5 separate regions of the Mus musculus genome follow, and regions 2, 3, 4 and 5 are each linked to region 1. Evidence: chromatin contacts called from public ChIA-PET, HiChIP or PLAC-seq and Micro-C data. All regions are on one chromosome and are shown on one strand. The core of a region is the stretch at or near the end of the contact, and the rest is flanking DNA. Distances in the headings are between cores, read along the strand shown.

Region 1 (4,815 bases), core at 1,914-4,413:
TCTTGCTCTCTTCTCTCAGTGTGTAGACAAGGGCCAGGTGAGTGGACATCACAGGAGCAGGAGAAGGCAGCACAAAGCACAAGTGGGTAAAGATGGAAGCTTGTTGCCGAGATAATCATGGCTCACTGGATTCATCGATCAGGCAAAAGCATGGGAGGCAGAAGGCACAGAGCTTGATCTGCAACTCTACCTTTGGTGGAGAATGACCAGGAACAGTATAGACATGGGAGGAGTTTCAGGTTTGGAGGTCCCGGACACTGTGCATAGGTCACTGACCACGGTTCAAAGGCTGGGAGGAGCACTGCGTCTATCCCCACTTGGCCGTGTGTCCTTGATAAAAGTGCTCACCTCTCTGGGTTTTGGGGTTATCATCTACAAAATATAGACTCTTATTTCACAAGCCTGCCCAGAAAATGAGAGATGATGGATATAGAAAACTAATTGTCATTCCTAAATTAACTTCCTCAGAAGCTTCCACTTTTCTTATTTGTTCGTTTATTTATGCATGTGGAGGTCAGGGGACAATGTGCAAGAGTCAATTCTCTCCTATAGTGCAGGACCCAAGGATAGAACTTAGGTTTTCAGTATGACAGTAACTGACTACCTGATGTGACATTTCGCTGGCCCTGAAGTTCCCATTTAAAAAAAATAGTATTCAAAATCCTCCATAAAGCATACGGGACCTTTCAGGAAGTAGCCTGTCCCCCACCACGCTTCTCTCTAGGGTTTTTGTCATCCAAGATGGCCTCAAACTTAGGATCCTCCTGCCTCAGCCTCCATCTGGCTTGGATTATGCACATGCATCTCCATGTCCAAATGTCCACCTCGGTCCCCCCATTTCTATCTTCCATCATCCCTGAACCCCATTGACAACCCAATCAGGGGCACTTATATTACCCAAAGTGCTCTATCACAGCTGCTAGCCTTGGAGAACCTATTGGCTAGTTCCTGATCTTTCTTTATAGCTCAGTTTAGGCAGCACCTCATGCAGGAGGCTTTCCTTCATAAGGCTACCTTCCTATGGATGAAGTGTCCTATTTTTAGAACACTTTCCACCCCTGGAACATTCAAGTCTGGTAGGGACCACAGGCCTGCACCCTGCCTATTATATTATGTGACTGCAGTTTCTGAGACCAGCAGGCTGGGTTTCTTTCTCTATCTCTAGGGTTTCCCAGGTTCTACACACAGAGTAGATCTTAGGAAATGGAAACTGGATAATGATATAAACTTACACTGTCAAAGATGAGCAATACTCTGTATATCTTTCTTAAAAACAAAAACAAAATTAGAACCCAGAAGATCTTTCTTTCTCCTGTAGCCTGGTTCTCTACAATTGCATAAGCTCTTCTCTGGGTTCCTCTCCTCGATACAGATGCTAAAGTACCATGGCTCATAGTCATGAAAGAACTTTTATTTCTTTATTTCTTTAGCCTTGCCTTTTGGTCCTGTCTAAAGGTTCCTAAAATCCTCTGTCTATACAGATACAATGAGGAGAAAGGACCTCATGCTCTTTTCTGACCTGAAGGTATCAATTCTGAACTTACCCTTTCTTTGCTCCATTCTAGTCTTTTCCGCTTGGTCCCTGTCACAGTGCAGGACACCTCTATCTGGCCATTTCTTGCATAGGCTTTCATGGCCTCCTAAGTGTCTGTGACTTCTGCACTTCCCTCTGCAGTTACTTTATGAGTCCAGTGCACTGCGATCTCTCTCACTAGCATTATTATTAAGCCACTCAAGTGATCTTCCTGCTTAAAATATTTTGTTTTAAGACAAAAATAAAAAAGGCCCTCTGCAGTCCTGTGTGTCCTGGAACTCACTATGTATACCAGTTTGGCCTCAAATTCAGAGGTCCTCCTGATTCCACTTTCTAGTACTGGGCCATGCTACCTCAATTGGTTTTAAAAATTATCAGTGCTGGGAATTGAGCCCAGGGACTCAAGCATGTTAGGCCAGGCTTGGATCACTGAGCAAAATTCTTAGTCTCGCTTCTCTCTCCCACTTTTAGGCACCTCGCAACTCCAACCTATTCTTCATTCTACAGCTGGAAAATACATATCTAATCTCCACCTTTTGAAGTTCTCTAGTGGGTGGATCCACCACCTTCAGGACAAAGTTCAAACTAAGAGGCCTCAGCTATATACCCTCCTACTTTTCTGGCAAGTTCAACTTTTCTCCCCTGGAGGCTACACTTCAAACATATCAAATTACTTGTTCTACACCAAGTCTGGACAGATCTTTTGCCCAATTCAACTTGAATAACTCATCACCCAGGTCTTCGTTCAGGTGTCACTCACTCGGGGAAATGTCCTTGCAGATTCTCGAGTTTTCCAAGCCCTTTTCCCAACTGAGCTTACTCTACGGCTTTCCGGTAAAACCCCTTAGCAACAGGGTCTGGTTACCAGGCTTCAAAATTCCACCTTTGCCCTTGGTTAGCCTCAGGCTATCCGGCTGTATCCGCAACTGGGGGAAACTATTTCATCAGTCTGTTGTGCGAATTAAATGAGATGATGTAAGGCGCTGACAATTTAAGAGTTAGCTGTTACAGAGGACTAAGAAAGATCCATTCCCGTGTCTCCTTATTCCCGGAGCCAGTTATGCGCGTGACTTAGACTGAAGTCACATTTTTGTTCTGGTCTCACTTCGATTTTTTTATTGGACAAGGTGGTTATAACAGCCCCGGAGGCGATCAGGTATGGAGCTTGTCACGACTTTCGTTCCGCTCGCTGCCCAGACTCGGGACGCCCCCAAGTGGTTCAAGTTCTGCAGCAAGAGCCCGAGCGAGGCCGACCACACCATTCCCGATTTTAAAGGAAGAATCGACTTTCCCAGGCATTAAGTTCTTATTTATAAAAGGGGAGCCTCGTCTTTCGCTTCATAGCTTCAAAGTCTACCAGACCCGGTAAAACTAGAACTGGGGTTGTGAATGGGGCGGAGCGAGCTGGCTCGCTTTCCTCCCCTAGCCCCAGGAGGGCATTGGTACTTTCCTCTCTCAATTCCCTCTCAATAATGGTACGGTCGCGGAGGGGAGATCCGGGAGGACTCTAAGGCTCGGCGGAACGGAGTGGCGTGGAATCACCCCTCCGGCTTCGGCGCAGTGGTATCGCCTGCCGCGCGCTGATTGGCTGCCGAGGGCCCGCAGTCGGCCTCAGCCCGCCGCGCCGCCCTCAGAGCAGCTCCAGCAGCCGCGCCGCCTGGCTTTTCGTTTTCCTTGTTCTCCGCGGGCCGTGGCGGGGCTCCGCGCCGCGGCTGTTAGTCATGTCGGGTAGGTGACTCCGTCAGCGAGCAGCGGCAGCGGCGAGAAGGGGTCCGGTGGGTTCTGGCCGTCTTCCCGCCCACCGGAGGGCCGCGAGGGAAAGACTCCGGCCTGAGGGAGGCTGGGGTGGGGGGAGGGAGGGGGGCGGCCGCGTCGCCGCCATGTTGGACCGGAGGCACGCACGCTCCCAACGCTCCCTGGCTACAAATCACGGCGGGAGCGCCCCGGAGCTCTTTTGATCCTGCCCTTGGAACCTGGGGAGATGAGCAGCTCCCCGGGGAGGGTGTGTGTGAGTTGGGGGGGGGGCGGAGGCCCGTCTACGCCATCGTAAGGGCGGGGGGAGCCGAGATCTGAGCATCAGCCTGAGGACTGGGGGCTTCGGGTCCTCCGCGCCGACTCAGATCTCTCAGCGAGGCCTCCGGCCGGTCGTCTCGCCACCTCGTTCCTCTGTTTCCCCATCCGAGAAGTGGAGCTGGGCCTTCCTGACTCACCCATTCATCAGGTGGGAGTCTTACGCTCTGGGAGCCCTTTTCGAAGCACTTTGCCTTACCCGAAGTCGCGCTACGGTCATTCCCTCTGCTGTAACCATTGGGGTTGCGGGGCGGTGTTTGTTTATTGGGCTTCACCTTTGTACTCCCTCCTCCACTTGTTAATCTCCTGAACTTAGAATTAAGCCTTGCCAGTTACTGACGAGCACTTTTAGGTCTTCGTGGCATTTCCCTTAAGACTTTAGAGACCAAGGACAGCGTCTTCCTCAAATTAGTATTTATAGAGGCCACTGCTGTGTGGAAGTGAGGCTTTCCCCCCTCCGGACAGGCAGTCTGGGTCCTGTTAAACCAGAACTTAAAAGTCCTCTGAATTCTAACAGTTCCAGTTGACCACATAAGGTCCTTTCTTTGGGCTACACTTACAGGTGGCAAAGACAGACCCAGAACGAGAGTTCTTTACTTCTGAGGAAAACATTGCCTAAAGCCATATGGCTGAGATGACATAATGACTTTGGTAGTTTTTCACCTACTTATGAGAGAAAGGATCTCATGAGGTATCCTTGGCTCAACTGGAACTCGATATGGAGTCCAGGCTGGCCCCAAACTCACAGATCCACCTAACCGCTGGCACTAAAGGTGTGCACCACTATGCTTGGAAGATTTGCCCTTTTATTAATTAATTGGCAATCCTTTTCTAAAGGTTTTCCCAGTCCACCTGGAGGGATGTGTATGATCAAATCTGCAATTGGAGAAGATTCAAAAGGAGCGAGAAAGACGGGACAGAGAATGATGGTCTTCCCTCAGATTAGCAATGATACTGAGGAGCTAGAAATCTCATCTTTTTGGGTAGGGTACCTGTATGGTGGAAAAAGCTAGGCTGAAGTGAAGTTAGCTCTTTTTAAATTCTGCTTTTTGTTCAAACAAGGGATTATTAGTTCCAGAGGAGAAATTGGCATATTTTTTCCAGGTAAAGGTCCAGAAAAGGATGTACAAGTGCATCCTTAGGAAGGGTATATGTAGGTTAACCGTGACTTAGAAAATTAAATAGCTCTCTTCATGTAGGAATTACCAAGA
Region 2 (5,107 bases), core at 50-2,549, 450 kb before region 1:
CTTAGGCTCTTTTCCATAGCTTCTGGATTATAAACCCTGGGTGAGATAGTAGCTATTCTATTTCTGCCTCTTGGCTCATTGCTCAGTTAAAGACAGTATCTTAGAGAGAGGGGTCGCTCAGTGGCATCTGCAGAATCCCTTTCAACATTGTCATTTCAAAGCTGAACCTTGGGCCTAAAGCTTGTACTCTAACTTGCACCTACTAAGAGTAACAGGCTCTACCAGCTCAGAGACTGCCTGTTGAGATTGCCAGCCAGAGCAAGCCAGAGTGACAGAGACAGCCTCCCTCCCCCATCCCTTCACCCATCTGGGTCCCCCTTCTCCTGTGCTGGGCTGGTCAGTCTCTCACCCACTGGAATCATCCCCTTTCACTCCCAGGCCCCTCCAGTCCTCAGCACCTACTTTTAAAGGAACGCGTCGCCAAGTCTGAGAAAATATCCGGGTCTTCAGACAGGAGAGACACAGTGGTGCCACCCTGGCTTCTGGGCTGCTCAGGTCCCAGTTCTGGTGTGCTGGACCTCAGGGAAGGTGGAGGGGAGCTGAGGGTCTCACCAGGTCCTGGTTGCTCCGGATCCCAGAGCGCAGAGCGCGCGGAGGTGGCGCGGAATTCCAGCCTTTCCTTTTCACTGCCTGACTCTCCACCCACCCTCTCCCGCCCGTGGGCAGAGACCAATAGGAAGCCTTCTAAATACTGGAAAGCTTGAAACTCAGAAACTAAACTTCAATAATTGTGAACCTGAGCTATATTGGGCGTTCGGATTGTTCTTGGTGTTTTTAGTTTCTTTTGGTCTCTGCTTTCTCCCCACTTCCTCTTTCCTCCTTGCTCGTCCTAAATGCTAGTGTTCCCTCATGGACCTATCTGTCTGCATCTATATACCGACTAATCAATCTGTTTATGGGATCTTTTCATACAAATTACACAAGACAGGATAAAATTTTTTCAAAAGGAGATAAGCTCTTCTCCAGCCCCTTCCCTCTGGAGCTCTTCTCCAGCCCCTTCCCTCTGGAGCCGGGCCTCCCATCTTTCCCTGGCTCCCTTGAAGGTCACACCTGGACCCTCACTCACCACTTCCAGTGGAGTTCTCTTGATCCCTGTTCCCTGGCCACCTTGGAAAGCAGAATTTGGAAACAGACAGGAATGTAAGTCTCCCTTTCTTTCCAGAAGCCAGCCTCCTGACAAGATCCTTCTGGTCTGTGGCCGGGTAGTGTTCCACTTGTGGACTAGTCACCTGCCTGTGAAGTCCAGAAAAGCAGCCCTGGTTCTACTGTGAGTTTGGCTAGCAGTGGTAACAGCGAACTGGCTCAGTTCTTCTTGTGGTTGCGTTACTTGCTTTTGGGGAAAACGAAACTGCTCAAATTTTCTGGCCAGCTGCAGGCATGCTGCCAGATTGAGCTCACTTCTGGTTTTGAAGGATCTGACTGTCTTGCTGTGTTTCCAGCTAAGCCCCCATTCTTAGCTATTCGTGGGCCTCCTCACTGTAGCAAGGACTTATAGCCTTCTCAGCCTGAAGGGGTTCCCTGCTGTGGAAAGGACAATCAAAGAAAACATAATATTTCATATAGTGGGATTTTTTTAGGGTTAAGCAAATGTATAAGAACTCTACCGAACAGTGTTAGAACGGTGGCATAGCTAGAAGAGGAAACACGAAGCGTTCACTCACTGGAAACTGAGCTTAGGTAAGAAAGGAGCAGGTTATATCTGTGAAAGCTTACATCTGAACTTATGATCCTTTATCGTGAAGTCTGTAAGAAGTCTGGCAGTCTTACCTAGTTAAATAATGTACTAATGAGCACACACAGTGGTGGATTCCCTTAGGGTAAGGAGCTACGTCTGTTTTCTAGCTGTCAAGCTACAGTTACCTTAGCTATCAATGGAGTCAGAAATCTGAAAATAAAGTATAATCTAGGAGTCATGTATTAATTAAAATGACAGAGTTTCATGTACGGTTCACTACATAAACAGCTCCCAGGTACTTGAGGTCTCCATGGCATCTTGGGCAGAGTCAGTCTAGATTTCAAGGCCAAAAGACAAAAACCTTTTTTTCTGTGGAGTTAGATATGTGTGAAATGAGAAATGACCCACCTTGGCTTAGGCAATATGAGGCATTTGACTCTCAGGGTATCCTGTTTGTCCACAGTGTAAACCAAGCCGTAGCAGCAGCCAAGACTAGTAGACTCTTGTGTCCTTTTTTCCTTGGAGAACATAAAAGATAACTCTCAGGCTTTGGGAGTCTCTGTCTGTCATGAGCTTAAAAATTAATACATTTAGCAGATTTCTGACAAGTTTGACAGTAGTCTCTATTGAGCATATCTGAGTTAGACGACCTGTGATTGCTTAATTACTTGTTTGAGAATGTACTAGCAAATAGGGTACACTATAACTTAATGGCAGTTAAGAAATAAGGGTAAACATATATTTATAAAAGACAGTGATCTTTAACCTCATATTGTTTACAAATCATTATTTACTAAGGCAGGATAGAACAAAAACCTTATCTTGTTAAGTGACTTTGACAGGTTGTATCAGTAGATAAAAACACATGAAGAGATACACACCCAAAGAGACAAATGACAGAGTTTTGTCTAGTGTACACATGGCTTCGAGTTGATGTGGACCAGAATGGAAAGAAATCAGAGGGCTGACAGCAGTGGCTTGAGGGCGTGGTGGGGCCAGGGGCGAGGGGAGGTCAGAAAGCAAGTGTGTTAGGGCAGCTTCAGGCCAGTGCCACAAGTGCCACGTGTGGGTGCTCAGGCTGTGCAAACAGGCCAAATGAATAGGGAAACAGAGGAGCCCCAGCTCTAGGCTGCAGACTATGGGCAAGCAGAGCTGATTCCCCAGGAAAAAAACTGAGAATGAAATGGAGAGCATCAGACTTAGGAGCTGGGGAGAGGCTCTAGGGATTGGCATTGTAGGAAATAATGTAAAGAGAGTAGATGGCTCTTTATAGGCGCAATCCCACTCCTGATCAGCACGGGAGATTTGACTTGCTCCATTTCCAACCCCGGCTGGTTCACAGAGTGGGAGACAGGTGCATGCTTGTGTGCACCAGGCATGCCCATGCTCTGGCTAGGACAGGAGATGCTCATCCTGAAGCTGGAAGACCAGGAGGATCCACAATAGCCCAGATAGCATACACTTCAAGGGAGTGGTTCCCTCCCCTCCCCTTGCCAGTTGTCCCTGCTGTCCCATGAGATGGCAGCAGCAACAGTGGCAGTTGCATTGCAGAAGGGGCTGCATCTGCAGCACCAACATAATCAAGCCTGACAGGGCCTTTATAAACCCCTGTCTAATGTAATTTACAGTCATTCTCTGGGAATGCCAGGCATGGACCTGGCCATATTTAATAAAGCTTGCTTCAAACTTGCCTTAAAAACTGAGGTAGTGGTCTCATTCTTGTTCAGTGGGACTAACAATGCTGTAGCAGTAGCTGAGTGCTTTCATCTTAACCCACAATCACAAGGACATAGAGAATTGAGAATGGCTTCTTTGTTGTTTTCTTCTTCTTCTTCTTCTTCCTCTTCTTCTTCTTCTTGTTCTTCTTCTTGTTCTTCTTCTTGTTCTTCTTCTTCTTCTTCTTCTTCTTCTTGTTCTTCTTCTTGTTCTTCTTCTTGTTCTTCTTCTTGTTCTTGTTCTTCTTCTTCTTCTTCTTCTTCTTCTTCTTCTTCTTCTTCTTCTTGTTCTTCTTCTTGTTCTTCTTGTTCTTCTTTTTCTTGTTCTTCTTGTTCTTGTTCTTGTTCTTCTTCTTCCTCTTCCTCTTCCTGTTCCTCTTCTTGTTCTTCCTCTTCCTCTTGTTGTTGTTGTTCTTCTTCTTCTTGTTCTTCTTCTTCTTGTTGTTCTTGTTCTTGTTCTTCTTCTTCTTCTTCCTCTTCCTCCTCTTCCTCTTCCTTTTCTTTTTCCTCTTCTTCTTCCTCTTTTCCTCCTCATTCTCCTCCCCCTCCTCCTTCCTCTTCTTCTTCTTTTAAACATCGAGTGGTACAAAGAACAGAGCTGCAAGGACACTGCTGAATTCAAGTGCACTCTCACCTTCCATTGCCCTCTTAATCTGGCTGCATCCACGGTTGCAGAAAGCTGGAACTTAGGTGGAAAGAACCAGACTATCCAGTACTGCTTTTATTTTCTTCTAAGATTCTTTTAACCAAAGTTAATCCATCATAACTTTGAAACACAGAATGTTTTCAGGCTATTTTTTCTGAAAACTGGTAATAAACCTTGAAAGTCAAAAGGACAAGGCAATGATTTCAGGTTATTAAAAACATTTTTTATTTAAAAAGTTGAGGTTTCTGAGTGTGTTATGAAGGTCTATAAGGTTTATACTCCTAGAAATTAGGAGGTAAAGCAAGAAGGTCAGTCATTCGAGGACAACCTCCACTGCATAGTGAGTATGTGACCAGCCTGAGCTATAGGAGAATCTATCTAAAAACAACAATAACAAAAAAAGTAAAGTATCAAATTACATTTTTGAGTCAGTTTCTCTTCCTCTCTTTTAAACATAGACCTTAAAGACAAATTCAAAAAAATTTTTCTTTATTTTAAGCATTTTAAAAAAGATTTATTTTTTTATTATTCATAAGACCACTGTAGCTCTCTTCAGACTCACCAGAAGAGAGTGTCAGATCTTATTATAGGTGGTTGTAAGCCACCATGTGGTTGCTGGCATTTGAACTCAGAACCTTCAGAAGAGCACTCAGTGCTCTTACCTGCTGAGCCATCTCATCAACCCATATTTTTTCTTTCTTTCTTTTTTTTTTTTTGTACTGGATATTTGTTTATTTATATTTCAAATGTTTTCACTTTTCCAGGTGTCCCATTCGGAAACCCCTTATCCCCTCCCCCTGCCTCTTTGAGGGTGCTGCCTCATTTCCCCACCCTGGCATTCCCCAACAATGGGGCTTCAAACACACTCAGGCCCAAGGGCCTCTCTTCCCACCTGATGTCCATCCAACAAGACCAACCTCTGCCACATATGTGGCCTGCACCCTGGGTCCCTCCATTTGTATTCTTTGGTTGGTGATACAGTCCTCAGGAGCTCTGGGGGGTCTGGCCTGTTAACACTGTTGCTTCCTCTGTGGGGGCTGCAACCCCCCTCAGCTCCTTCAGTCCCTTCTA
Region 3 (4,700 bases), core at 994-3,493, 260 kb after region 1:
CTGCATCCTTCCTGTGCCTTTACTCAGCTAAATCTTATGCTTCCCAGATTTAAAAAACAAACAAAAACCCTTTCTTTCTCAATAAGTCCTGCTGGTGTCTAATTTAGCCAAGCCTAATCTGAAATGCCCTGCTGAGCCCTGGTCCCTTTGTTTCCAGGCTATAGCACACCACCACCATCAGCAGCTGCCACTGAATAGGAAAGCCACAGAATAGCTATAAGTCTGGAAAGATAAGAACAAAAAAACCCACTGTACTTAAACCCTAGAATATTCTCCCCATGGTGTCATGTGTGCTGTGAATGTGTTACCAAACTGGGCTCACTTTGCCCTAACCACACAAACCATTGAAATAAAGGGATTTACAAAAGAGAAATGAGGAGATGGCCAAGAATTGAGGCAGGAGAGTAGATCTCCCCTCCCCACAGAAAGAGTTTAGAAGTGGTTGAGGTGTTGGGAAAGACACTAAGTTCTTGGACCCTAATAGGAGCTTTTATCATCCAACTCCATCCATCATGACCCCACATTGAGTGTCCTCTGCCCCTCTAAAATAGCAACTGTCCGCATGGGAGCTCGGATGCAAGGAAAGCTGTGACTTCCCTCTCTTCTCAGAAGTGATATTGCTGTCACCTGGATGGAAGCAATGAATCAGAAATTGAGAAGCAGATTAGACTTTTAGCCCTGGCGCATTGTGTGTTTGATATGTTCTGGCTTCTACGTGGTCATCTCTTTAACTGTGTAAAGGAAAATCACAGATACCTTAGGAAGGCAGCACCCCAGCACTGCGGAGCCATGACAAGGAGATCCTCTCTTTTGCCTCACACTTTCTCCTTCTCCATGGTCAGGAAAGTGGAATTGTAGATGACAAGTCCACTCCTCAAGCATCTTGTCAGTCTAAAAATAAAAAGTATGTGTAAGGTGAAGCCATCATTTAGCCATGAGCATTAACTCAGAAAACCTGGGCCTCATCCCCCTAGACACAGGAGCCTCATAGCTAGGCCATGGCGGGTGGGTGTGGCAGGACCACGTGTGTGCACTCTGGTTTCCCAACACCATGAGGATGCCAGTGTCTCTCTCTACTGATAGACACAGTGCTCACTTCTCCTGCATGCTATCAGAATAATACTTCCTGTGCTTGCTCTCTGATGCTGGAACATAAAAACATTGACCTACTCTGCACCCCCAAAAGACTGGTTGGCAGCTCCTCTTTAATTTGGCTCTCCCTCCTGTTCCCATTCTCCCCAGCAACTTTTTGTTGAGGTTGGTCTTGTGCACTGTGTATTCAAATGCTGAGTTCTGTGCCCCACGATGGGGTTGCAGTCTGGATATGGTCATTCTATTCACCAATGTGCTGTAAAGAATGCTCCTGAATTATCTCTGATTTGATAATAAAAGGCTAGAGCCTGTGACTGGGCAGGAGAGAGAGAAAAGTGGGACTTGAGATTGAGTAGGGGGGGGTCACAGGTAGGGACCGCGAGAGAAGGAAAACGGTAGGCTAAGAAGGCGGTTGTCATGAGGCAGGATAGACCATGAGGAAGAACCATTAGCAACTGGCCAAAAGAAACTCACATTGAAGACAAATATGGAACAGATCAAGGCTCAGCTGGCAAGTAATCCAGCATTTATCTGGTTATTAATAGCCTATTAGGGTTATAATAGTCTCAGGACCTGCCCAGTTTAGGTTGTTAAAAAATTCTGATGTCTTTGTGTTGTTTACTTGGGAGCTAACTGGGGAAAGAGTGTGGCAGAAACCACACCCCTATACAATTACTTTAGTACCTTTCCCCCTCCCTTCTCTGAACAGATGCACCACAACCATAGCTGTTCTATAAACTACAATCCCCAATTGTCACTCTCTGCTGTCCACGGGAAATGTTTCAGGTTTTCTCTCCTGCCCCACGTAGTTTCTTCATATCATTCATGCTATCAAATTGATGCAAAGTCCTTATCTTTTTCTTTTCTCTGTTTTTTTTTCTTTTTGGTAGGGCCTCCATAACTATCTGATTGGATAATGAAAGGCTTAAACTTGATAGTTGATTCTCTAAGTATAAGTAACAGAAGCAGACAAATATTAAAGCGAGGGAAGCCATTTCTTCAAGAGGACACATGTGTGTCACAAGGACCACTCCTTGCTCCCTGCCCCTTGTCTCTGTTTCTCAAATACATTACCTAGCACCCACTGCCAAGAAGAGACTCCGGCATTTCTACTATTGCAACAACATAAGGACAGAGGCCTTGACCCAGCATATTAGATGTCTGCCCTTGACTGGGGTTTAGAGCTGTAGTGACACAAAGCAGTTTTTGCCTTTAGTTGGCCCTTGGTAATGAATCGATAGGTACAAAACAAAGTGATGAAATCATGGAAATGCAAATCAAAACCACAGGAGACACCATCTCACCCCAGTCAGAGCAACTTTTATAGAAAGCCCCAAAATAGCAAAACTAGTGAGGCTGTGGAGAAAGGGGAACTCCCATTTGGGCACTCTCGGTAGGAATGTAAATTAGTACAGCTATTACAGAAAACAGCACAAGAGTTCCTCAAAACCATGAAACAAGACTGCTATCAGATTCAGCAATCCCACTGCTGGGCATTGAAATGAGATGAAATCATTATATCAAAAACATATCTGCAGTCCCTGTTACAGCATTATTCACAATGGCCGGGATGTGGAATCAACCAAGGTATCCACTGGTGGATAAACACACAACTACATATTGGTGGTAGGACTGTGTGTAGTCATGAAAAGACTGATGTACTATTATCTGCAATGACATGGCCAAAGCCAAAAGACACTGTGTTAATCGAAGTAAGCCAGGCTTATGCAGACAAATGCTGTGTGTTCTCATTCACTATAGGAACAAAATGTTGATAACATGAAAGTAGAGAGCAGAACAGAGGTTGTCAGGAGCTATCTAGGAATACTATAGGGGAGGAAGGGTTTGGACAATTAGCACCAAAACACAGTAGAAGACTGAATCCTTGGTCTCACAGCACACTACCTCACTCTGAGGTCCACACCAATTTCTTATCTGTAACTATAAGACTATTAAAGAGTGAAGGTTCCCAAAACAGGGTGATCAGTGTTTGACACGCATGGTGATGGTCCTGGTCTGATCACTACATGTATATATGAATGGAACTATCACACAGTGCACACAAGTATGTACACATGATACATGCTAATCTATAACTTTCAATTTTATGCAAGAGTTAAAGTGTTACAAAACTATAGGTCAAAAGATCAGCTCTGTCTGTAAGTTTATGTTTTTGAAATAAATACCATTAGTAGTTTGGTAGGCATTATTCCCATTTATATTCTATGGTATGTCAGTAACTGTATTATTTTATATATTCACTACAGTCTATAATAATACTGTCTGGGAGCAGACCCATTTTCTCACTGCCAATCATCCTTCCAGGGACATATCTCAGAGGTCTGTCTGTGTTCATGGTGTCATTTCTGTGCAGATTGCTGCCAAAGGACCTGGATCTGTGGAATCATATATCAAGAAGGACATGGTCATGTCTGCTCTGGTCATGTCTGTTCCCCCAGCCTGGGAACCAGGTGGAAGCACCAAGCCCTGCCCAGGTCCCCACCCCACACAGCCCAGTGAGCGCATGCCTAGCTCTGCCCTGGCTTTCCTTACTTCCATGGTTAGTGCTCAGGCTCTGTGCTCTCAAGTCTGTGAAGAGTAGATCACAGACACTTTCCCAGCCTTTCTTGAGCACAGAACACTCTGCTCTTGCCTTATTATACAAGTCAGATGTATGTAAAGTGGGAAAATTCAGAGACGGTATTAACCTGTCTTCTCACATAGAAAGCCACATTGACATTCTAAATGAAAGCTTCTACACACATGGACACACATAGACATACACAAACATACATACATACATACATACATACATACACAGACAGACAGACAGACAGACATACAAACACAGACATACACGTGCATACATACACAGACACATAAACATACATACACACACATAGACATAGACATACATACATAAACATACATACACATACACACACATACATACATAAACATACATACACACACACACACACACACACACACACCACACACCCTATTTTGTGTATCCATGGATAGACATAGCCCAACCTGATTGATGTCAAAACCAACTCCATATCAGTAGCCCTATCCTGACACTGGATGCAAAGAGAAAGAAGGCAGCCTTGGTGTCTGAGAATCAGGAAATACATCGTTCCTCCGTGGCCAGAGGACCATGAAGACACAGATGGATAATATCTTGCTTAGAAGGCACTATAAAGTTGAAAAAGCTGGAAATACTCTTAGAAATTACAGTGTTGTAAGGAAGTTAGCCCAAACTATGCTCCCCAAACCTTATGTGAAACATAACATCCCAGTGTTCATGCTGCCACCTGGTGGATGTGACTGTCGCTGCACCTCTGTACCCCTTGCTTCTTTACTAAAGCCTATAGTTGATATTTCCACTATAAATCTAGGAAGACTGTCAAAATGACCTGAGACCAGAGGAGCTGAGACTGAATGTAATCCAAGAACATCTTGAAAGCACATATTCATTCTCTCAGGATTACGGGCCAAACTTAGATACGCAGGCAATGGGAAGAGAATGCTGAAGAACCCTGCTGATAGAGTTATCTCACAGCGCCAAGTAGATCCACTCAATGTATTCACTTAACATGTGAGTG
Region 4 (4,683 bases), core at 362-2,861, 380 kb after region 1:
GTTCTTCCAACCCTAATGCCCGGATGCTGAGAACCTTAAGCTTCCAAACCACTGGGAACAGGCCTGCCATCTTCGCAGACAGGGGAAGTGTGTACACAGGTGTTAGCCAGCTTTGCACAGGTGGTCTTCTTCCGTGTCTACAGCTTTTCTGTATCCTGGATATTAGGAATATATTTCACAAATGAGAGAACCGAGGTTCAAAACCGCCTCTACCCTGGGGAAATGTGTGTGCCTGTGCGTGTGCGTGTGCGTGTGCGTGTGCGTGTGCGTGTGCGTGTGCGTGTGCGTGTGCGTGTGCGTGTGCGTGTGCGTGTGTGTGTGTGTGTGTGTGTGTGTGTGTGTGTATGTGTGTGTGTGTAAGCAGTTTCCTTCCCTGCAGCTCAGGTCCCTGCCTGGAGGTCTGGGTGCGGCTTGTGCCTCCTTGCTTCCTCTCCGGGTCCCAGGGGAGATGTGGCAGAAACTCCTGCCGTGCTGTGCCGAAAGGCTCAGAGCTTCCTTCCGGACCAGACCTGGGTGGGGGAAAAAACATTTTTTTTTCTTCAGTGGCTTTAGGGGTGCCTGCTCTAGGTGGCATACAAGACTCCTGCCACCACCACAGTGAACTTGTGTTTATAGAGCGCGATTCTTAACTCCCGGTACAACGGACTTCCTAGAATTAAGAACCAAAACAGTGGTCCTGGGTAATCCAGAGCTGCAACAGTCGGTCCAGCCACAGGTCAATCTACACATTCACTACTAGAAAGGAGACTCCGTAGCCCTAGTTTTGGGTGCAGAGCTCAGGCGCTGTTGGGTTCCGGGTTTAGGCAGAAGGCGAGCTCCAGGTGTCCTGCTCCCCCTTGGCTTGGCGGGGCAGGTAGCTGGTGAGCCCTGCAGCGGCAGAGCTCCACTTTCGCTACTCCCTCTGGCCATAAACGAATCGGCGTCTCCTTTCAAGGGTCCCGCAGGCCTCTAGCACGTTAACAACGCGCGGTCCTGGTCAGGAATCCGGCAAATCCAAACTACCAGGCGGAGCTGAGGAGGACCTGGAGAGCAGTAACCGAGGTAAAAAGAAATGGGGTCCCTCCAATTCGTTGTAACCGCGCCTAAAGCCACTCTTATTCCTGGCGCCCATTCCCAAAGAATCTGATTCGCCACCATCTGACTACATCTCCAGGCTTGCTACCTGCAGACAACCTGGAGGCTTTCTGCTCTCCTCACCCTCCCCCCCTCCCCCTTGCCAAGGCACCCCAACTTTGTCCAGCTCTCTCACCTGAACCCCCGAAGCGCAGTTTCTTCTTTCTGGACTAAAGCCGAACCTGTCGCTAGTGGAAAGGTCCCCCACCCCCACCCAGCCCAGGCTGCAAGCCGCTTGCTTTACCAGTCCAAAGGTCACCTAAAGTTTGGCTGATAAACAGAATCGGTAGAGAAGATTTGGAGCCCCCCAGCGTGAGTAGAATGGGCTCTGGCAAGTCCCAATCCCGGCCCAAGTCTCTCGCTCCGTTGGACTGTCCCTTAGGTTCTCCCACTTTCTCGGTTTTTCCCCCCTCCCCACCACCATTTGCATCTTGCCGAAAGCTGAGCCCTTCCCACTCATTTGCATATCTTATATGGCCTAATGGTGGAGATCATGGCAAGTTAGAAGTTTTCTGACTCCTCTCGGAGGAGTCTCCGGGACCCCAGAGAGTAACAGGTGTCTGAAAGCTAAAGGGTGGAGGGGTTCCAGGACTTGGAGTTCTCTTGTAAAACTCCCCTCCACCCTCCTCTCTCACACCCACCCATCCCCTCAACCCCTTCTTTTTCCGTCCTTGGAAAATGGTGTCCAAGCTCACGTCGCTCCAGCAAGAACTCCTGAGTGCCCTGCTGAGCTCCGGAGTCACCAAGGAAGTGCTGATCCAGGCCTTGGAGGAGTTACTGCCGTCCCCGAATTTCGGGGTGAAGCTGGAGACACTGCCCCTGTCCCCCGGGAGCGGGGCGGATCTCGACACCAAGCCGGTTTTCCATACTCTCACCAATGGCCACGCCAAGGGCCGCTTGTCTGGGGACGAGGGCTCAGAGGACGGCGACGACTATGACACTCCTCCCATCCTCAAAGAGCTCCAGGCGCTCAACACCGAGGAGGCCGCGGAGCAGCGGGCCGAGGTGGACCGGATGCTCAGGTAGGCAAGCGAGCGAGGTACGCCCTGGAGCCCGAGCAGTCTCTGGAGTCCCCGGCCCCTCACCGGAGGCATGAGGTGTACACTGCTCTCCCCAAGCCCCTTCCCCACGGGAAAAATAGCCCGGGGGCACTCCGCTTCTCTGCTAACTATTGAACCTGGCCCTCCACCGGGCGACCTGGAACCCCCAGGCTTCGTCTGCCTCCACCTATGCGGGCAGCCTGGACCCAGGCACTTTGTTGGTGGTACCCAGTCACGAGAACCGAAGGTGCGGAGCCTTAGGTCACATGACCAGAGGGGCTGGTGGGTGCAGCGAAAAGGCTGCAATTGCCCCCGGACCCACCAAACTTCCCAAACCCCAAGCCACGTATTAATCCCTGCGATCTGCAGTTCTCTGCAAAAGACCTGGCAGCATCAGTGGCCGAGGCCTGGGAAGCAAGTTCTCTGATTGTGTCCTTACAGAGCCAAGTTTAGAATTATAAAGTGGAAAGTTTGTTGTAGGGTCACCAGTGCCGGGCAAAAGAAACCATGAACAAAGGGAGAGAGAATAGGTGCTCCTAAGACCACCATGCCCTTTTGCAGAGGTGGGCGTGTACGCATCTCACTAACGACACCCCAGCAGGCTTAGGGGAGCCCAGGCTGGCTGGCGGTCCCTCCGGTGGCTGGGATCACTTGCCGGTCCTCTCGCCCGGGCCTACGCTTTGACAGCTAGTTACTAATTATCCAAGGAGCCAAGCGGCTCCCTTAGACTGCGCGTCGCTCCGGGGCCACTTGGCTTCAGAAAGGAGCCCCTCGCGTGGCCTCTGACTCTTAAGCCCTGCGGCTTCAAAGTTTCAGAGTTCCGGAGTGACTGTGGCGGCCTCCCTGGCTCGGCTTCCTCTCCTGCAGCGCGCGCTTGGGGTGGGATATGACCTTGCATTTGAATTTGCGCTTTGGGGACCCGGCCGCTCGCCCTCTAGCCAAGGCAATCTGGAGGACTTCTAAAAGTTTTTTGTTTTTTTTGTTTTTTTAACCCCTAAAATGATTTTGCTCTAATTTAAAAGCTTGGGTTTCTTTCGTTGCTGTTTCTCCACGTAGCAATGATTTTTTTTTTCCCCCTCTGGCTGAGTTTAGCGGCCTGGATGGTGTCAGGGGTAGAGGGTACAGACTGAGGTACCGAGCCCCTCGGAAGGTTTGGGACGGCAGGCTGGCAGAAAATTTATCCTGGGGCCTGGCTCAGGGACCCGGCATCCCGTCGCCAGCCCCCTGGGGCCTAGGTCCTTCCTCCTGAGAGCCACTGTCTAGTTCGCCTCGGAGCCGACTTAGGGAAGCCCGGGAGGCCGAGGGCGCCTCTCCACCGTGGTCCCCACCCCGGGCTGGACAGAGCGGAGATGTAACATAAACTGCAGCACGTGGAGTTGGGGTGTTATTAATTTATTCCTATAAATCATCAACAGAAAGTACACAAAACGTGATTAGGTTGAAAAGAGAGGCGGGTTATTCATTGGTGAAGTTGTAAACTCGGCTTAGAAAGGGAAGGAAATCAAAACGCAGGAGGGGGTGCTCGCCGGACACACGCGCGGAGGTACGGGACGCACCCCCAGGTCCCCGCGCTGCTCTGGGAAGCCGACACCCGCAGAGCTCTGCGGGCGCAGAGTCTCTGAGTCGGGGGTCTTAGGACCTGGGCCTTCTTCCCACCCCCAAGCCATGGGGAGCAGAAGGAGAGGAGCCCAGACTCTAGCTGGGGTGAGGACCCAGGGCACACCCTGAAGCTCTGTCCCATTCGCAAGCTGGTGCCGCCTTCCCTCCCCTGGGCCTGGAGCGTCTGACTTTATTAAAGTAATTTTTCAAGAAATTGCTAGCGGCTCGCAGGTCACCGCGCAGCCGACTGCAGGGTACCGGGCACTCTCTTTTGTTTTTCTCTTCCCGCTCCACCCCCTTGTTCCCCTGTAAGTCAGAAAGAAAAGAAAGGTGTGCGGGGGAGGAGGGTCACTCGGTGGCGCGCCTGGTCGCCTTTACCCTGGCTGGAAGAACCTGGCCAGAGTGGAGGGTTGCAAACGGCGGTGTCGCGCGCTCCCCGGCTGCGGGTCGGAGGCTGGTGTGCCCCAGGGGCTTAGGAGACCTGGTGGGCCACCTAGGGACCAAGGCCCCTGGTTCCCCGCGAGCCGGGACCCAGAGAGTCTCTGCTCCTGGGAAGCAAAGTCACCCTTGAGGAAGGAGCGGGCTGGACGTTGTGGCCACTGTGGGTTTGCTTTTGACACCTGCGCTGGCTCTACAAAGGCCGAGCGCTCCTCGCTACAGCGAGTTTCTCCTAGGGAGGAAACTGTATTTCCCAATAACTCTTTACCTGGGCCTCAGAGCTCTCTTCCGTAGGGAATATGCGGGGCATTCTGGGATCCGAGAAGTTTTTTTTTTTTTAGTTTTTCAGGTTTTTTTTTTTTTTTTTTGTTTTTTAAGATATAACTACGCCATCTTAACCCCCAATTCAAATATTTTTAATTCAGGGCCTGAAGGTTTTGTCTCAACGGTTTTTCTTTTGTTTTGTTTTTCTTTTTTCTTAATCATCTCGCTG
Region 5 (4,472 bases), core at 1,424-3,923, 320 kb after region 1:
TGTGAAACCCAGATGTGGGGGAAATTAACATATAAAGAACGCTCTTTCCAAGCTTGGGACTTTATTTTTGCTTTTACCACATTTGAAATTCCACACATGGCTATCACTCAGATTCAAAGGTGAACGCTAAGCCAGTTCAAGCCAAGAGGCACTCCCAGATGAGGGTGGTGAGGGCTGGACCCAGGCCAGCACAAGAGGAAAGCCAGTCAGGCTGTTCTTCCTGACTAGGAAAGGGAGGAAATCACATTTGAGGAGGGAGTGGCCTAACCCAAGGCAGGGAGGTTTAGCCAAGCGGATGGCCTCTGGTGGGTTAGCTTGTGACGCTCAGCATGGTGAGCCCATAGAGAGGTCATGGGCAGTGTCGGTAGGCTTACTAGACTTGTAGGTATCCCTAAAGCAAAATAGATTTGCTTTAGGGAGCACTCAGGTAGCAGATGGAGCACGAACAGAAGGGAGGAGCTGAGGGTTCTCACTCGAGGCTTCATTGTAGTTGCTGCCCGTGTAACCTGAGCCCTGGGATATTGAAACTCCCTTCCTTGTGACTGAGGTGTTGGCCATAGAGGGTGCCCCTCAGGAGGCACAGGAGCCTCCCAGGTATGCCATGCAGAGGAGGTCAGGTAGCATGGACCGAAGAAGCTCGGCATAACTCGAGGAAAGACAATGCTGGGTGTGAATCCACAAAGCCAGGAAGAAAGCGCAGCAGGCAGTCCCTCCAAAATTTCCACACAGTCACCACATGACTCAGCAACTCCAGGTGACACCCCAAACAAATGATGTGACCAAGTACAGCAGTGCCCACAGCTGCAGCATTCGGGATAGCCCCTAACTAGCAACGGCGGCTCTGCTGGCGACCAGAGAACGGCATGATGTGTGTCTACTCGGTGGAATAATATTGGGCTGTAGAAAAGGTGAAATATCAATATACTCCATATCGTGGGTGAGCCATTAAATGCTATGCTAAGTCAAAGAAGACAGCCACGTATACTGTAGGTTTTCATTTACATGAGATGCTCAGAATAACATTTAAGTGTTTGCCTGAACAGGTGTTGGGGATAATAAGGGAAAGTACCTGAGTTGGGTTCCCAGGACCCACGTCCAATGGCTCACAGCCACCTGTCACTCCAGGGGATCCAGCGCTCTCTTCTGGTCTATGAGGGCAACTGCACTCACATGACACAAGTGTCAGGTCAGCTTGACTTCATAAGAACGGAACAGCTCTGGAACAGTAGGATTTTCATTCATTTATTCATTCATCCATTCACTGGAGAAGATATCTGGAGAATTTATCAAATATATAAGATATAATATATAAAAATCAGGCAAGTGCAGGGCAGTGGTGGTGCATGCCTTTAATTCCAGCACTTAGGAGACAAAGACAGGCAGATTTCTGAGTTCAAAGCCAGCCTGGTCTACAGAGTGAGTTTCAGGACAGCCAGGGCTACACAGAGAAACCCTGTCTCAAAAATAAAAAAGAAAAAGAAAAGAAAAGAAAAAGAATCAAGCAGAAGAAAATATCAGGGAACAAGGAAAAAAAAAGTCCTGCAGATATCACACTTGATCAGGACGGTAAGCTAATACCGTCAGTGACCTGGGGTCTCGGGGGCCAGAGGCAAGGAAAAACAGATCATGGCCGGACAGAAAGCTCTGGGCAGATTATAGTTTGGCACGAGGTGTGAAGGAAGTTCTCCCTGGGAAGACAACCTTTGAGCAGAGGCAGGCGGGGGTGACCCTTGGGGTGACCACAGAGCTGTACAGCAGGTGGCACGTAGGACACACAGGCTATCTTAGAGGGGCAGGAGGTAACAGAGCAGAACAGCAGGTGGAAACAGGAGGAGGCTGAGCGTGGTAACTGGGATGTGGGGCCTTCCTGGCCTTGTCCCCCCACCATAAAGAGGAGGGGTTTAGGAACCATGGGTGGGGAGGGCTGTGAGCAGAGCTTTGCCCTGACCTTATGGAAGGGCCCCTCTAAGTCAAGGTTTTCAACCATGGCACTGTTAATTCCTCGGGCAGGCTGGTTCCTTGTAGGTGCACTGTGGGATGTTTGTCAACATCTCAAACCCCTTACTTAACCAGACGCCAGGAAGAATCCCCCTAACTATGACAACCCAACATATCTCATGCTTTGGAAAATGTGCCCTGGAGGGCTAAGAAGCCCAAAGTGGAGAAGCATCGCTCTTCTCTGAGCCTTAGCTTGTAGGGGGCATGGGTTCAGGGAGCTCTGGTCTGAAAGGCTGGATTTGGGGGTGGTCGTGACACCTGTAGGATAACATGTCTCTCGTGCAGTGAGACAACCTTCCACCCTGGAATGAATGTAAAGAAAAAAAAAAAAAAAAGCAACACCCTTGGTTACGCTTAATGCTTTGAACAAGAACGGTATGTAAGGTGCCAGAGAAGGTACCAGAAGAATCTCTTGAGCTTTTGGCCCTGCCTCACAAGCATGGCAAGGCAAGAGTATAGAAAAGGGGAGTGGTAAGGGGCTGGAGACAAGGGAACGCGAGCCCCAGTCATCTGGGAGGGGCTCATCGATTCTTGATGCATTTCCTGAGTATCTTCTATACATGAGGCAGTTTCGCTAGCATCGTGTCATCTGAGAACAATACTTAACAGTGAGGCAAATGTTATCCTTCCTGTTTTGTGACTCACAGATTACGAAACTTCTGAGTAACATGCTCAGATCACGGTCGGGACGCATGCGCCTTCCTGTCAATGCCCGATGCTGGCTCCCTGAAGCGTCTAAGTGAAGCTTATGCTAGCTAGCATTGAAGGCAGCGCAGGTTCAAGTGGGGCTGGGAAGCAGAGCAGATGACACAGCTGCTTGCTGCTTGAATGGAGCTTGGATGGGGAGTAAATTACAGGGATTTGGGGCAGGGCTATTTCTTAAAGCATAGAGCTTGTTAATATCAGTTTTGCTTAGGGGAGGGAGAGCTTAAAAGTACGCTTGCACAGGTCAGAGGACAATGTATAGAGGATAGCTCTCTCCCACCTTGTGAATCCCAGGGATCTAACTTAGGTCATCAGGCTTGGCACAGTTTACCCACAAACTTTTCCAAACATCTCTCTCTCTCTCTCTCTCTCTCTCTCTCTCTCTCTCTCTCTCTCTCACACACACACACACACACACACACACACACACACACTGTCTCTCCCTGTGTCTGTTTCGCTCTCTCTGCTCTCTCTGCCTCTCTCTTTCTCTCTCTCTCTCTCTCTCTCTCTCACACACACACACTCTGTCTCTCCCTGTGTCTCTGTTTCGCTCTCTCTGCTCTCTCTGCCTCTCTCTCTCTCTCTCTCTCTCTCTCTCTCTCTCTCTCTCTTTCTCCCCCCCCCCCTTGGTGTCCTATGTAATAGTGCTCTCTGTAACACAGGGCAGGCATGATGCTTGGGGTCTGATATGCTAAGTAGACTGCAGGTAGCATAGTGGGCACCACCTTTTTCCCCAAGCCAGGAAGCTTTTCCAAACCTTCCCTCAATCAGCTGACCCAGAATCATCTTGGGCCATGACAGGTGCTTTTCCAGAAGTCTCTCTTGACCCCTTTAGATAAAGGGAAAGTCTCCCAGAATGTGCCTGATGACAGACACTCTCCAAGCTGTAACAGGAGACAGGATAGGACTTCTGAGAAGGTTGGTTTTGTGTTGTTGCGTTGTTTTGCTTTGTGTCAGCATGAAATGATGAAGGTGATGGACTGGCCAAAGCCTCGGAGTCTGAGCCATTTCCAGCCCCAGCCCCAGCCCCACGTGCATACAGAATGTATCCTGCCACGACCTTTAGATCTGAAGAAACTCAGGTTCCATCCTTCTGAGAAAAGCCTGCCAGCATCCCAATGCAAAAAAATAAATTAAAAAAAAAAAAAAAGCCTCCAACCCAGAAATACTTTGTCCAGCCTTCTCCAGGAATGGAGACCAAGACATGTGGGTGAACACACACTTCATTGTGTTTGACAAGATGAAATCAAAGGCAGACCAACAGCTGGGTTAAACTCTTTATATAGGTTTCTCTACTTTAACAATGTTAGAGAATGGTTTAGATATAGAAAATTTTTAAATTGCCAGGCATGATAGTGCACACCTTTAATCCCAGTACTCTGTAAGCAGGAGCAGGCAGGATCTCTGTGAGTTCAAGGCTAGCCTGATTTACATAGAGGGTTCCAGGACTATTCAGTGAGATGCCGTTTATAAACTTTAAAAAGGGGGGACTATGCTTGGACTATAGTGTTAAGGAAAAAAGTAATATATATATATATATATATATATATATATATATATATATATATATATATATGTGTGTGTGTGTGTGTGTGTGTGTGTGTGTATTAATGTAATATAATAATGTATATACACACATTTATATACATATATATTATAACAACAATTGACAGTTTGCAAAGAGTTTTTTTTCCATTGTATTAGAAGGTTATTTCTGCAAGCTGAGACAATGGGTAATTTTGTCTTTTTTTTCTTTTTAATTTTTACAT

The links. Hi-C and Micro-C count contacts between places; a contact is called where the count stands out from the background. ChIA-PET counts read pairs in DNA pulled down with a chosen protein or histone mark. HiChIP or PLAC-seq counts read pairs in DNA pulled down with a chosen protein or histone mark.
Region 2: an RNA polymerase II ChIA-PET map of memory CD8 T cells shows a contact between it and region 1, with 5 read pairs. The contact joins the promoter of Slfn8 here to the promoter of Taf15 in region 1. A contact is called at or near these places in 2 of 115 datasets of contacts at active chromatin or transcription factors (memory CD8 T cells and microglia).
Region 3: an H3K27ac HiChIP or PLAC-seq map of microglia shows a contact between it and region 1, with 6 times the contacts expected there. The contact joins the enhancer-like site here to the promoter of Taf15 in region 1. A contact is called at or near these places in 15 of 39 promoter capture datasets (the 3T3-L1 cell line, 3T3-L1-derived adipocytes, the C10 cell line and 10 more), 5 of 484 Hi-C or Micro-C datasets (B cells, the C2C12 cell line, the N1E-115 cell line and 2 more), 23 of 115 datasets of contacts at active chromatin or transcription factors (the 230-238 cell line, CD8 T cells, the HPC-7 cell line and 16 more) and 5 of 9 other capture datasets (adipose tissue, embryonic stem cells, embryonic tail and 2 more).
Region 4: a Micro-C map of embryonic stem cells shows a contact between it and region 1, with 2.7 times the contacts expected there. The contact joins the promoter of Hnf1b here to the promoter of Taf15 in region 1. A contact is called at or near these places in 3 of 39 promoter capture datasets (the C10 cell line, liver and pre-B cells), 1 of 484 Hi-C or Micro-C datasets (embryonic stem cells), 1 of 115 datasets of contacts at active chromatin or transcription factors (pancreatic cancer cells) and 2 of 9 other capture datasets (adipose tissue and pancreatic islet).
Region 5: a contact with region 1 is called in an RNA polymerase II ChIA-PET map of memory CD8 T cells, with 14 read pairs. The contact joins the enhancer-like site here to the promoter of Taf15 in region 1. A contact is called at or near these places in 5 of 39 promoter capture datasets (the C10 cell line, the HPC-7 cell line, cranial neural crest and 2 more), 1 of 484 Hi-C or Micro-C datasets (bone marrow-derived macrophages), 9 of 115 datasets of contacts at active chromatin or transcription factors (the 230-238 cell line, bone marrow-derived macrophages, effector CD8 T cells and 3 more) and 2 of 9 other capture datasets (adipose tissue and liver).

Annotation. Positions count from the first base shown.
Region 1 is chr11:83,469,945-83,474,759 of GRCm38.p6, forward strand. It overlaps Taf15 (TATA-box binding protein associated factor 15), which reads left to right and starts at 3,164. Exons shown (of 16, transcript NM_027427.3): 1 at 3,164-3,262. The coding sequence starts at 3,256.
Region 2 is chr11:83,019,511-83,024,617 of GRCm38.p6, forward strand. Slfn8 (schlafen 8) reads right to left here and starts at 1,300. Exons shown (of 6, transcript NM_181545.4): 1 at 1,067-1,300; 2 at 403-518.
Region 3 is chr11:83,735,033-83,739,732 of GRCm38.p6, forward strand. No RefSeq gene overlaps it. Among named protein-coding and RNA genes, the nearest start is that of Wfdc21, 9.6 kb to the right of the region's middle. Within about 2 kb of position 2,244, at least 57 of the 459 cell types and tissues checked have an H3K27ac peak or open chromatin away from gene starts, as enhancers often do. A contact at or near this core is called in the 230-238 cell line, B cells, CD8 T cells and 4 more, where this site is marked.
Region 4 is chr11:83,849,258-83,853,940 of GRCm38.p6, forward strand. Hnf1b (HNF1 homeobox B) reads left to right here and starts at 1,612. Exons shown (of 9, transcript NM_009330.3): 1 at 1,612-2,135. The coding sequence starts at 1,792. It overlaps Gm12576 (a long non-coding RNA gene), which reads right to left and starts at 1,374. Exons shown (of 4, transcript XR_388929.3): 1 at 1,250-1,374; 2 at 1-1,022.
Region 5 is chr11:83,786,793-83,791,264 of GRCm38.p6, forward strand. No RefSeq gene overlaps it. Among named protein-coding and RNA genes, the nearest start is that of Gm38934, 22 kb to the right of the region's middle. Within about 2 kb of position 2,674, at least 133 of the 459 cell types and tissues checked have an H3K27ac peak or open chromatin away from gene starts, as enhancers often do. A contact at or near this core is called in the HPC-7 cell line, bone marrow-derived macrophages and memory CD8 T cells, where this site is marked.